Linked DNA regions of Mus musculus: all the other regions are linked to region 3. Evidence: chromatin contacts called from public promoter capture Hi-C data. All regions are on one chromosome and are shown on one strand. The core of a region is the stretch at or near the end of the contact, and the rest is flanking DNA. Distances in the headings are between cores, read along the strand shown. Region 1 holds the start of Slc4a5 (solute carrier family 4, sodium bicarbonate cotransporter, member 5). Region 2 holds the start of Ccdc142 (coiled-coil domain containing 142). Region 3 holds the start of Stambp (STAM binding protein).

Region 1 (3,845 bases), core at 7-2,506, 340 kb before region 3:
CTTAGTAGGACTCAGTAGGACCACACTCACAGTGGAGTGTAATCTATGAGGCCAGGACCCTCAGTGGGGACACTCCTGGGATGTCCACTGCTGGGGACTCTGTGATGGTAACTTTGCTTGGAGCTCCCCATGAACCTGATCATATTTCTGTTTCTTTACATGGGCAGAGTGGGAGCCAGGCATGGTGGTGCACACTTGTAATCCCTGAACTAGGAGTGTGATGCAGGAGGATGTCTCAGATTGGAGCTAGTTTTAGCTCAGTGAGTAGAGGGCTGGCCCAGCATAACAGAGGCCCCATTCAAGCCCCAGTGCTCTCTGATGATGTTGCGACAGCACCAGCACCCTGGCCTGTAATCTCAGACGCACCAGACTTCATCCTGTGTCTCAGACCCTGGAGGCCCATCTGGGCTGCACTTAACCCCCATCTCAAACAGACCCTGCTTGATCGTCTAACCTCAAGTATGACAATGTGGTCAGGGACCCGGGCATGGGACAGTATGTAGCCAGCTCTCCCCAGACAACTCACCTGCACCAGGGCTTTCTGAGGTGTCCACCAACTCCCCATTTTTATCTGTGAACTGAAGGTTTGCACTTCATCATCATCAAGCCCCCTCCCAATTCTAAGACTTCGGAACCGAGTTTGTAGTGCTGCCTCTGAGCCTCTGTGACCTCCGTTCAACCTTGCACATGGTAAGCACTTGTTGAGCCAAACCCCAGATTAGACATTTCTCAGAGAGCAAAGTAATTCCCCCATGGGGTTCATACATGCCCCCGAAGTGACCAGTTCCTGCTGTCCATGGGCTCCCAGAAAACATCCACTCAGTGACAACGCTTGTCATTTTGTCGTAGAAGTGGGTACAAACAGCAAATCCAGGAATTGGTTTAAAGTTGTGAAGAGAGCTAATCCAGCCCCATGCAACATTTTAAAGCCCACAGCAAGCACCACCCCCACCCCCCCAACAACAACAACCCAACCTCCACGCCCAACTCCCAGCGGTTGGTGAGGCTGTCCTGGCCAGGGCACCAGGCCTGCCAGGCTATTACAGACTGCTCACCTGCCACCAAAATCTCAAGATCTTAACGAGGCCCTAGGGGGGTTGTGTACAAATGCTACCTCCCAGCCCCAGCCTTTATAAGGAGCCTGAGAGGTGCCCTGCTCTACTGGAGCCTCCAGGTCTGTCCGGAAGGGCTCTAGGGGAGGGGGAGGGGCCCGCGGGGAGCGGGCGGGGGAGGGGCAGCTCTAGGTGTTCTCACACAGTCCTCAGCTGCCACCACCCTGCTGCTGAGGAGCACACAGGTCCCTGTTTGAGCTTCAGCGCTAAGCCTCCTCTCTCCATCATACCTCAGATTCCCCCGCCCCCTTTCTTTCTCATTTGCTGGTTTCTCCCAGGATTTCCACGAAATCACTCACACCCATCGCTATTTCTCTCGAGCCCCAATCCCCCACCTTCCCTCTCGTCCTTCTCCTGCCCTCCTCCTCCATGCCTCCCTTGCTGCTTAACTAGAAACAAAAGTGAGTTTGTTTTGTGGGGAAGAGGATACTGGAGGAGACCCACAGCCAGGGTAGCAGCCACAGAAGCAGGCTGGGGCCAGAGGCAGCACCAACCTCCGGAGACTCCAGCGCTCAGCTGTTCCAGGGAGCAGGTACTGCCCAGACAGGCTGGTGCTCGCTCGGATAGACCCCTACTCTGCCTGTGCTTTCTAATCTGCTATCTCTTAAGGATCTGTCCATTTATTTGCCTTCTCCTGGCCTTGAAGGATGTGGAAGATTGCAGATATACAAAATAGGGGACAGAGGTCTAAAGGATGGTATGGTCCTTGTTTTCAGAGAACTGTATGTGTGATTCTGATGTGACTGGGCTTGGGCACAGCAGAGCCAAGGATGCACTAGGCTAGGTCCAGATTGCTGGCGATGGTTTGAACCATATCACCAAACCCAAGCTTTAGGTAATGAAGAGCCACCCAAGGCTTTTCAGCTGGAAATCCACGAGAGCAAATCTACACTTGAGTTGCTATCGGGCTAGGGATGCAGCCCAGTGGTGGATTGCTTGCTAAGTGCAAACAGGTCCTGGGTCCCGTTCCCAGCAAGGCAAATCCAAAACTGAGCAGTAGCTAATAGACTGATCCCATAGGGAATTGGTTTGTTTCTTCAGAATCAAAGAGCCATAGTCATCTCCCAATTTGAAGGGAGAAAAGAGAAAACAATGAGGTTTTTGTTTGTTTGTTCTGTTTTAGGATGGTTGGTTATATATTTGTATATTTATTTATTTAGGAGATAGGATCTCTCTTTGTAGCCCTGGCTTTCTGGAAACTCACAATGTAGACCAAGCTGGCTTCAACCTCAAAGAGATCCCTTTGCATCTGCCTCCCAGGAGCTAGGATTAAAGGTGTATTGCCATAAAGGCACTATGCCTACACAAATTACCTTTTTTTAAAAAGAAATTTCCTTAAACTCAATAAGCCAGTGAAATAAGTTTAAAACAATAGAAACATTTCAAACTCAGATACATCTAGATCAGTGACGTTCATTGCGGGTCTATAACCACAGAAGTTACTAGCACTTTTTTCTGCTAAGAAAATCGTTTCTACCCTGTGTGGACAGGGTCCCCCTCAAAGAACGCTATGATTCTGGAAGTCCACTGCACAAGCTTGCTAGGAATATTTAAAGAGCGAACTCGGCTGCTGCCAGGCCATGGATGGGGTACCCAGAGGTGATGAGGCTGGGGAGGCAGCAGGGGCTGTTGGACGAGGTGCTGAGGACGGTGAGTGGAGGAAGGATCGGCCCCAAGGGTGGTGGGCAGCAGGGTACAGGCTAGCAGAGAGGAATCTAGTGGACTTCACACCTGCATGCCTTTATTTCCTCTCGGAAGTGGGCTAGAAGCCTAAGAAGTTTACTGAGAGGGACTAATGGTTGGGGCTGGCTCTGAGGGACACAGGAAGGGTGCAGACAAGGCCAAGCGGAAGGTTCCACGGCCAGAGGTTTTCTTCCATGAGTGCTGAGCCTGCATCCTGGGGTTGGTGGCGGTAAGAGGCAATAGGGCCATCTGTGGTCTAAGCCTTGTGACAGGTGTATCATGCTCACACGTAAGCGCTAACTGTGTGACTCATGTCCAGGTGGACTGTGTCTCCTACCTCTGGGACTCCAGGACACGTTCAACATGAAGATGATCGTGGTCCGTGGTGGGTCCTTGTCTGGGTGCTGTTGAATGCCTGGCTCTACCGGGAAGTTTCAGGGGAGAGAGAGGTTAGGTTTGAAAAGAGTTCTTCAAAATACGGACAGGGAAGGACCAAGTGATCAATAATTGAAGGCAGAAGTCGGAGAAACTGAAGAGATAAGAGACTCAGAAGAGGTGGGAAAGCTTCATGAGGTCAGTCTGCGGACAGTTGGTGGGAGGTTGAGTGAGGGGGCTGATGAGCAAGTAGTCTGGAAAACACACGGAGGAGATGGGAGGAGCCAGGGGAGCCAGGGATGCCTTCAGGCCATCGTTTGACATCTTGTCATCCCCCTGGGCAGCTCACTGAGTTGCAGCCACACTGCCCTTCACATGCTCATGGGCATGCTCACCACAGGGCATCTACAACACACTTCCTTCCCCCTGTGTCCAAGTCACATTTCAAATGCCATTTTCAGAGGGGCTTTGTGGCCAGCATACTCTATAGCTTCCTGTTTTCCTTGGTTGTTTTGTCTTTTCTTTTCTCTCCTCTCCTCTCCTCTCCTCTCCTCTCCTCTCCTCTCCTCTCCTCTCCTCTCCTCTCCTCTCCTCTCCTCTCCTCTCCTTTCTTTTTTTCAGAGCCCTCACCACTATCCCAAACGGTTGTTTATGGATTTGTTTACCTGCTTGTTT
Region 2 (3,985 bases), core at 95-2,594, 470 kb before region 3:
CTGGAGGACAAAGGACTACCTCTGGATAGAGAGGAGACAGTTGTGGCCCATAGACAAATGGAGTTATGATAGTAAAGGGGGAAACCCGGGTTAGGATGAGGTGTTTAATTTTGATCGGGTATGCTAATTAGGTAAACTAAAGGGGGCCTTTTGATTGCTGGACTTCAGTACTTTGATAGCCATACCTTGGTAGTCAGCCTTAGAAGAAGGAAGTGGCCAAATAAGGGAATAGACCTCTTGGCTAGTTTTAGAAATGTAACAATGTTTTTTGGTTTTGTTTTGTTTTGTTTTGTTTTGTTTTGTTTAGCAAGGCAGGGGGAATGGTTTTGCCAGAACAGTGCCCACATGAGAGTTAGCCAGAGTCCCTTCATAACCTGGATCTTTAGCCTGAGGACTTGTTGACTCTGAGAGTCTAGAAGTGAATGGCCAGGAAAACTGCTGTATATTTACTTAGTCTTTCGGTGATCCCATATCTGATCCTCTCTCTCCCTCAGTAACTGTACCAACTACTTCAGGAATCTAACCCCCTATCTCCAACCTTTTAAACCACTCTCAGAGGCTGGGTCTCACACTGTAGCCTAGGCTAACTTGAAAGTATGTTGGCCAAGTGTCGACCACCTCTAGACAACCCTCCTGCCTCAATCTCTTAGTGCTGGGCAGTAATAATATTCTTTTCCATGCTGTGGGGTCTTGTCCTCTGTTCACAATATATTCCCAAGCACTTGTAACTACTGCCTTGACCTCAAACTGGAGACCCTCAAATGCTCAATTTTGCCTGCTTAGAGCATTGCAGCAGCAGCAGCAGCCCGAGGACCCCTTGCTGTTCCTTTGCCTAAGATCTTTATGAGTAGGGTCCGAACCAGCTGCTTCCCAAAACTCTCAGAGATGACTGAAAGAAAACATAAAAGAAGTTGAAGCTGGCTGTGATGACACACATACACACTCTTAACTTAAGCCAGGAAGCGGAGGCAGGCTGACAACTCTGAGTTCGAGACCTGCCTGGTCTACATGAGAGTTTCAGGATAGCTAAGAACATACACAGTGAGATTCAAAGAGAACTGAACAACAACACGCCCACAAATGAACACGAAGACAACGATCAAAGCAAAAGCAAACTGAGGTCTCGCTTTCCTCTTTTCTGTAGTAGACCGCCGCAGGACCCCCAGAGGGCAGACTGCAGGAAGGCGGTACACTAGGAAGTCAGGGATGGCGGAGACATGGGTCTCCTGCTGTCAAGTCACACCTAGCTTGACTCTCCCTACAGCATTTAGCATCAGCGCCACCTCCCGTTAACGGTGACAGGAAAGTCTAGCTAGAATTTGATAGTCGTTAAGGGCCGGGAAAGAGTAAGTGGGTGGCCATCTTTGTTAGGGGCAGAGGTCGTGGCTACGGAGCCCCAGTAAGACCACGAGACTTCCGGCTAGCTGGTGAGTCCTGGCGCCCACGGGCGTGGAGTGCGACGGGAAGCGGGGAGGCGGCGAGCGTTAGGTTCGTTTGGGACTCGCCGTGCAAATGGCACGGGCGTCCAGCTCTAGTGGCCCTTTGCCTCCACTCGCTAACGTACCCTCGTCGTGGGCGCAGCCCGTGGGCGCTGGGGAGGAGCGGGACGAGGGGAGGCGTGGAGGGCTAGGGCTACTGGCTGCGGTGAGCGTCCCGTGCCCGGACTTCAGCAGACAGCCGTGGGCTCCCGCGTCTGCAAGCGGCCCGATGCCCTTCGCTCTTCAGCGGCTCCGGGCCACATTGCTTCGTCTGCACCGCGAGCGAGAGCAGCTCCTGCGGGCCCGGGACTGCGCCCGCCACCTGCAGGCGGTCGTGCGGCTGCTCCGCTCCGGCTCCTCGGCCGGTTCCCTCTCCCTGCAGCAGTTGCACGGCGATTTACAGCTGTGCCCATCTCGTGGGGCGGCTCTGCGCCTCGGCTTCCCGGGCTCCAGGGAGACGCTTCTCCTGACTCGCCCTGTCGGGCTAGCTGCCCAGCACTTGGAGGCTGCCATCGAGATGCAGCTTCGTTCACTGGGCCGGACACCCGCTAGCCTGGGCCTGACATCCCAGCTAGCCGAACTGTTGCTGGCCCTTCCCTTCTACCACACTCTGCAGGGACATTCCCTGAACTTCGTCCCCGGGGCCGCGCGCCCATTCCCCGCGGCCCGTGTGCTCCAGCTCCTGGCTGCAGAGCGGGGTTGTCAGGTGGCAGATAAGCTGGCTGAAGCCCGTGGCGGATCGGGCTTGCAGGAGCAGCTCCGTCGGCAGTGCGAGCAAGAGCGAGAGCTGCTGCCCGGGCTGCTGGGCCTGGTAGGGGGCGTGGCTAGCACCGACAGCAGCGGACTGAGGCTTGGGGGACCTGGAGCCCTGTGGAGCCAGTATTGGACCTTGCTGTGGGCAGCCTGTGCTAAGTGTTTGGACCTACGCGTGGGACCCTGGGAGGACCCTAGAGCAATGGCACAAGAGCTGAGTCAGGCACTGTGTCAAGGTAAGCGAGGGGTCCGAGCTGGCATTTGGAGGTTGTGGTGAGGGTGTCTTTTTCCCTTTACCCTCTCTCAACTCCAGCCTGTCAGCAAGCGCAGGGCCTTGAATGAATGAACTTCCCCGAGTTTAAAGTATAGCGTTTAGGGTTTCCCAAGGCCACGCAGCTTCCCATAGCAGTCTTTATTTAGGTTTTAGTCCACACTGGCCTGGGACGCTGGTCTCAGCCTCCTGCCTCCGGAGAGCCACCATGCCTGACTTGAGTGGAGTCGGCAGGGGCTGTCACCAGGGATTTGTTTCCAGGCTTCCTTCATTTCTCCCATCAGCACCCCTGCCTCAGGAGTGTGAGAAGGAGCTGTTGTCTCTGTGTCACAGCCTGTTTCACCAGTCTGTCATCTGCAGCTGGGACCAAGGTAAGGAGAAAAGGACATTGGGGTGACCCAAGGATCCTGTTGCGCACCCCCTCAGACTATATTTTGTCATGCCAGGGTTCTGCCAGGCCTTAGGATCAGCCCTGGGTGGTCAGAGCAGCCCTGCGTCACTGTCTCCTACCTCTGAGCTGCTGCAGCGGCTTTTTCCTCCCCTCTTGGATAGCCTTCGACAGCCCAGGCCAGAACTTAGGCTGTGTCCGCCTGCAGGTGAGACAGGAGGTGTGGAATGGGAGGGCAGGGGGCGGGGCAGTTGTTATCTTTTGCCTGTCCTCTGTTCTGAAGCTGGCCTTCTCCTGGAGGTGACCTATGAACCCTAGGGTACTGTCCTTCCCCTCCCAGGTCCTACGCCTGTCGCTCTGGGGCTCTGTACCCTGCAGACCACCTTGCTCTGGTTTGTGGGCAGAGCTCAGCAGCACCTGGCAGCGTGGGACCCCGGTTCCTTCTTGCTCCTGCTCCAGAAGGATCTGCCTGTGAGTGGCCCAGAGCTGGGAGGGAGCAGCCTCCCTCAGTGGCCTGAGCTGAGCCCTCCCTCTCTGTTTCTGCCCACAGCCTCTTCTGTCTGCGGTGGAGGCGCTGTCCAGCCTGGCCTCCGAAGCAGCGCTCACTCTGGAGGTGGAGCAGCAGCTGGGCCTAGAGATCCACAATTTGACTGAAAAGATGCAGGTGAGTGCAGAGACCTGAGAGTGGCAGCGTAAGTGTGTGCCTAGAGAACAGGGCTGGGGACCTTGCGATCTCCAATCTCCTTAGTCTCTGCTAAAGTTTTCTCTGTTGGCTTCTTGTTCTTTACTATGGAAAAAAATTCAAATATGGTCATAATAGTAATCAACTCATGGTCAGTTATGATTCATACTCCCTTGCTACTCCCTAATAGTGTTAGCCAATGACATCATTGTTTAGACTTATTTCATTAGCGACTGCATAATTATGTCTTTTACTTTTCCTAGTAGTGTTTAATTCATTATTCTCTTTAAAAGTGACATTTGTATATATTATTGTATATATATACATATACTATATATATACATACACACACATATACACACACTATATATATAGTATGTGTATGTATACATATACATACATTTGCTTGCCTC
Region 3 (4,074 bases), core at 497-2,996:
CTCAAAACAAAAACAGAATACGAAATGGACAAACAAAACATTAGAGAAAATAAAACACTACATACACTACATACAGGTTCTGATCAACAAATTATCCCTCCTGGCCTCATGAACACCCAAATCTTGATTTGAGGACTGACACAGGTAAAAAAAAACAAAACAAAACAAAAAACAAACAAACAAAACAAAAACAAAAACAACAAAAAACAAAACCAAAAAAAAAAACAACAAAAGAAAACCAAGCTTGTCCTGCAATTTGATGGTACAAGGAACACAGTCATTAACAGGGCACTGTGGGTTGGTCTTACTGCTACCAAGAGTTACTCTCCATCAGTAGGAGGCCCATCCAGAGAACTGCGTCTTTTTCTTTTTCTTGTTTCTTTATGCGGATGACCACTTCCGTTTACCCAATCCCTGGCAGAGTGTGTTCAGTGAATCCTCATGAACACGGCCTGGATAATTCATGTCGACCATTTCATTCCACCAGAGATGAAATGGTATTTACCGGGATACGCTTCCTCAGTTTTGAACACAAGGTTAATGCGGGGCTCCTTTCTAGGGTGAATATTCCTGACGCTGCTCACTAAACCACCCTTCACTTCAGCCCATCCCATTCACCACTTTCAGGGCCAGGTAGTTCATGCTTGGAAGCATCAATCCGTGCTTGTCCCCACAAGCCAAGCAGGGTGTAAACGGCAAAGTGACAGCACCTAGGTTGGGGTGGAACACTCTAGGAGTTCCTACTCATTGGTACCCAAACTGTAGGAATTTACATTCTTTCTAGATGTTGCTTCTGGGCTCCCTGGCACCATCGTTGCACATAATCCTGAGTGGAACGGGGTTGTCGGTGTGCACTGGATAACAGCACACCCTAGCCAGCCTGTTCTAGAATACACTCATCTTGGGTCTGAGCAGTCTTGTTTTTCCCATCTTATTCCTCGGTCAGGATTCCCATCTGCCCGGGGAGACGCAGATTACAGTGTTGTGCATTCAGCTATATCTCAGTTCTACTCACCTGTCCTCAGAGGTTGTTTTCTCTAGGCCAGTTCTGCTTTAGCTTGCCCTAACTTTGCGGTGGCATTTTGTCCACGAAGTTTCCCCACTAAACTCCCTTTTCTAGCAAAAGCCGAGGGCTGCTAGGAGTGTGGGGACATTGCGAGTGTAAAACACATCCTCTTGAGAGTGTAAATCTGCCCACGTCCCTAACCGCCGAACTGGGCACAGCCCAGAAGAGCTCATTGGAATGGGATGCTGGCCATCTGGGCACCTCTCGAGAGAGGCACTTGTGGGTAAAGAAAGGACCATCCTCCAGAAGCCATCGAGTGGCTCGGGACAACATGGGGTTCAGCAACCCTGCAGAGCGTGTGTATCGGGAGAGGGATCCAGCAGTAACTGCTGGCAGCGCCCATCTAGAAGGCACTCAGTCAGGTTTCTCCAAAAATGCAAGGCACTCAGTCAGGTTTCTCGAAAATGCAAGGAGTGTTGAGACCAGGCCTGGCTGGTCTGAAGCCAGCCCTGAAGACAGGGCCATCCCAGAGCTCGCGCGCGGCCGGCCTGGGCCAGGGACACGGACCCCACACTCACGGCCTCTCCCCGCGGGGTCCCACCGCGCCAGGATCCCCAGTCCCGCTGCATTCCCGGGACCCTTCCCACCTTTCGTGAAGGATGACAGTCAGAGCTTCCGGAAACGTCACCTCCGATGACACGCCCACTCTCGCCACTCCTTCAATTACGCTCCACGGATTTAGGACCTGGTGTGGAGAACTGGTGGGTGGGGCTGGAATCTTCCACCAATGAGAGGGAGCGCTGCAGCGCTCCTTTTGGTAAAGAAAACGAACCAGGAAGGAAAGGGAACCTAGTGAAAGAGGGGACTGCAGCAGAAACCAGTATGCTTTTCCCCCCATTAATTTATCTTTTTATTCACTTCACATCCCTACCGTTGCACTCCCCGCTCTCCCCGCCCCCCCCCCCCGCGACGCACAATCCCTCCCTTCCTCCCTCTGGATATCCCACTCCCCCTGACTGTTGCACATCAAGTCTTTGCAACGCTAGGCTCATCCTCTCCCCTCTCCCGCTGAGGCCGGAGAAGGCAGCCCAGTTATGCGAACGGGACCCACAGACAGGGAACAGCTTTAGAGACAGCCCCCACTCCAGTTGTTGGGGGACCCACATGAAGACCAAGCTGCACATTTGCTACATATGTGTGGGGGGCCTAAATCCAGCCTGCTTATGCTCTTTAGTTGGTGGTTCAGTCTCTGAGAGCCTCCAAGGGTCCCATTCTGAAGCAGGAGTTTCCTGCCAATGGCTCCTCCATCGGAATAATAGCGAATTAATATTTCAAGGGGGATCGCTATCTAGCTTGTCATTCACAGCAGAGCTGACATCGCCGGTTCAAACAAAGCATCATGGACTACCTATCTACATAGCCACCCTCTGCCAGTCGGTCCTGTTTTTGTTTTTTAAACTTACATTAATTTTTATCGTGTGTGTGTGTGTGTGTGTGTGTGTGTGTGTGTGTGTTTGCACGGTGTACTGGCTAGTTTTGTGTCAACTTGACACAGCTGGAGTTATCACAGAGAAAGGAGCTTCAGTTGAGGAAATGCCTCCATGAGATGCAATTGTAAGGCATTTTCTCAATTAGTGATCAAGGGGGAAAGGCCCCTTGTGGGTGGGACCATCTCAGGGCTGGTAGTCTTGGTTCTATAAGAAAGCAGGCTGAGCAAGCCAGGTGAGGCAAGCCAGTAAAGAACATCCCTCCATGGCCTCTGCATCAGCTCCTGCTCCCTGACCTGCTTGAGTTCCAGTCCTGACTTCCTTTGGTCATGAACAGCAGGATGGAAGTGTAAGCCGAATAAACCCTTTCCTCCCCAACTTGCTTCTTGGTCATGATGTTTGTGCAGGAATAGAAACCCTGACTAAGACACACGGTGAGGATGTGTGCAAGTGAGCATGGAACGGTAATTGTCAGAGGGACACCTTGTGGGACAGTTTCTTTATTACCCTATGGTTAAGTTCTGGGAACTGAACTAAGGTTAGCAGCCCTGGCAGCAGGCGCCTCTTACCCTCTGACCCTTCTCCCTAGCCCGTGTTGGTTCTGCTTTAACTCTCTTCATAGCCCTCCCTCCTGTAGGATTCTCCTAAAATACGATTTCTCAAAAGAAGGGAGATTTTCTGGCTTACATCTCTCTCCCCAGCGCCTACCATGACTTTGTGGTCCCACACTCAACACACATTCTTGGATGTGCAGGTGTTATTGAGATAAAGGGTGTCTGACTCATGGTCCCCAAGGTGACAGGGGATGGACTAATCAACTGTAAACGTGGAGGTGACAGGCTGATCGTTTTGTTCTCGGAACCAAATCTTCTCTACGAGGCAAGCAGAGCCAGGAGCAGAAGGCACTGAGATGGCGTGCACTCATGAAGTTAGTAGGTGTCTATCATACCGCAGGGACAGCTTGAGGGACAGCAAGGAGGAAAGGCTGCAGGTGTGAGATGCAGCAGGAGAAAACCGGCCAGGCTGGGCTGTGAGCTCCCTGCACCACAGCACCGCACAAGCCTATCTTAAACTCCGCTGAGGAGTGAGCGACTTTGAGGAGGAGTGTGTTTGTGTGGTGCATTCTAAAGACAAACTGGCCACAGCATTGGCCTCTTTGCTGTGAGCCCATTGGGACTGAAAAAGACGAAAAGGTAGATAGACATCGCCACTCAGGGGAGGGGGAGATGCTGTTTATACTGGTTCAAACGCAGGAAAAGGCACCAAAAGGTACCAAGGCTTTAGATTTGTGTACGATTGCAGGCACATTTCATACCTGATACTTATCTCCAGCTAGAGAACACACCTCAATTAACTGGCTCCAGTCTCCAAGTGCAAAACCCATAGCAACATCAGGATGGGCTTGTGGTTCTAAGTTCCATTTTGTTTGAAGACAGGTCTTTCCTGTCACCAAGAACAAATTAGTTAGGGAAGTAAGTTCCTACACTCATTGGAAAGATCTTCAGTGGGTATTTGTCTTGTTAAAAAAAAAAGAATGCTTAAGCCAGACACAGTGGTGCAAGCCATCATGACAGACATGGC

What was found. Promoter capture Hi-C pulls out the DNA fragments that hold promoters and counts their contacts. Capture Hi-C pulls out chosen DNA fragments and counts their contacts.
Region 1: a promoter capture Hi-C map of adipose tissue shows a contact between it and region 3. The contact joins the promoter of Slc4a5 here to the promoter of Stambp in region 3. A contact is called at or near these places in 3 of 39 promoter capture datasets (the 3T3-L1 cell line, hippocampal neurons and neural stem cells), 1 of 484 Hi-C or Micro-C datasets (ventral hippocampal neurons) and 1 of 9 other capture datasets (adipose tissue).
Region 2: a contact with region 3 is called in a promoter capture Hi-C map of neural stem cells. The contact joins the promoter of Ccdc142 here to the promoter of Stambp in region 3. A contact is called at or near these places in 4 of 39 promoter capture datasets (cranial neural crest, hippocampal neurons, neural stem cells and 1 more), 2 of 484 Hi-C or Micro-C datasets (B cells and Sertoli cells), 1 of 115 datasets of contacts at active chromatin or transcription factors (the 230-238 cell line) and 2 of 9 other capture datasets (adipose tissue and liver).

Annotation. Positions count from the first base shown.
Region 1 is chr6:83,236,119-83,239,963 of GRCm38.p6, forward strand. Slc4a5 (solute carrier family 4, sodium bicarbonate cotransporter, member 5) reads left to right here and starts at 1,257. Exons shown (of 25, transcript NM_001166067.1): 1 at 1,257-1,644.
Region 2 is chr6:83,100,172-83,104,156 of GRCm38.p6, forward strand. Ccdc142 (coiled-coil domain containing 142) reads left to right here and starts at 1,345. Exons shown (of 9, transcript NM_001081266.1): 1 at 1,345-2,467; 2 at 2,787-2,873; 3 at 2,949-3,098; 4 at 3,231-3,361; 5 at 3,441-3,554. The coding sequence starts at 1,513.
Region 3 is chr6:83,570,758-83,574,831 of GRCm38.p6, forward strand. It overlaps Stambp (STAM binding protein), which reads right to left and starts at 1,747. Exons shown (of 10, transcript NM_024239.2): 1 at 1,654-1,747. All of the region lies in intron 1 of Gm21284 (predicted gene, 21284), which reads left to right.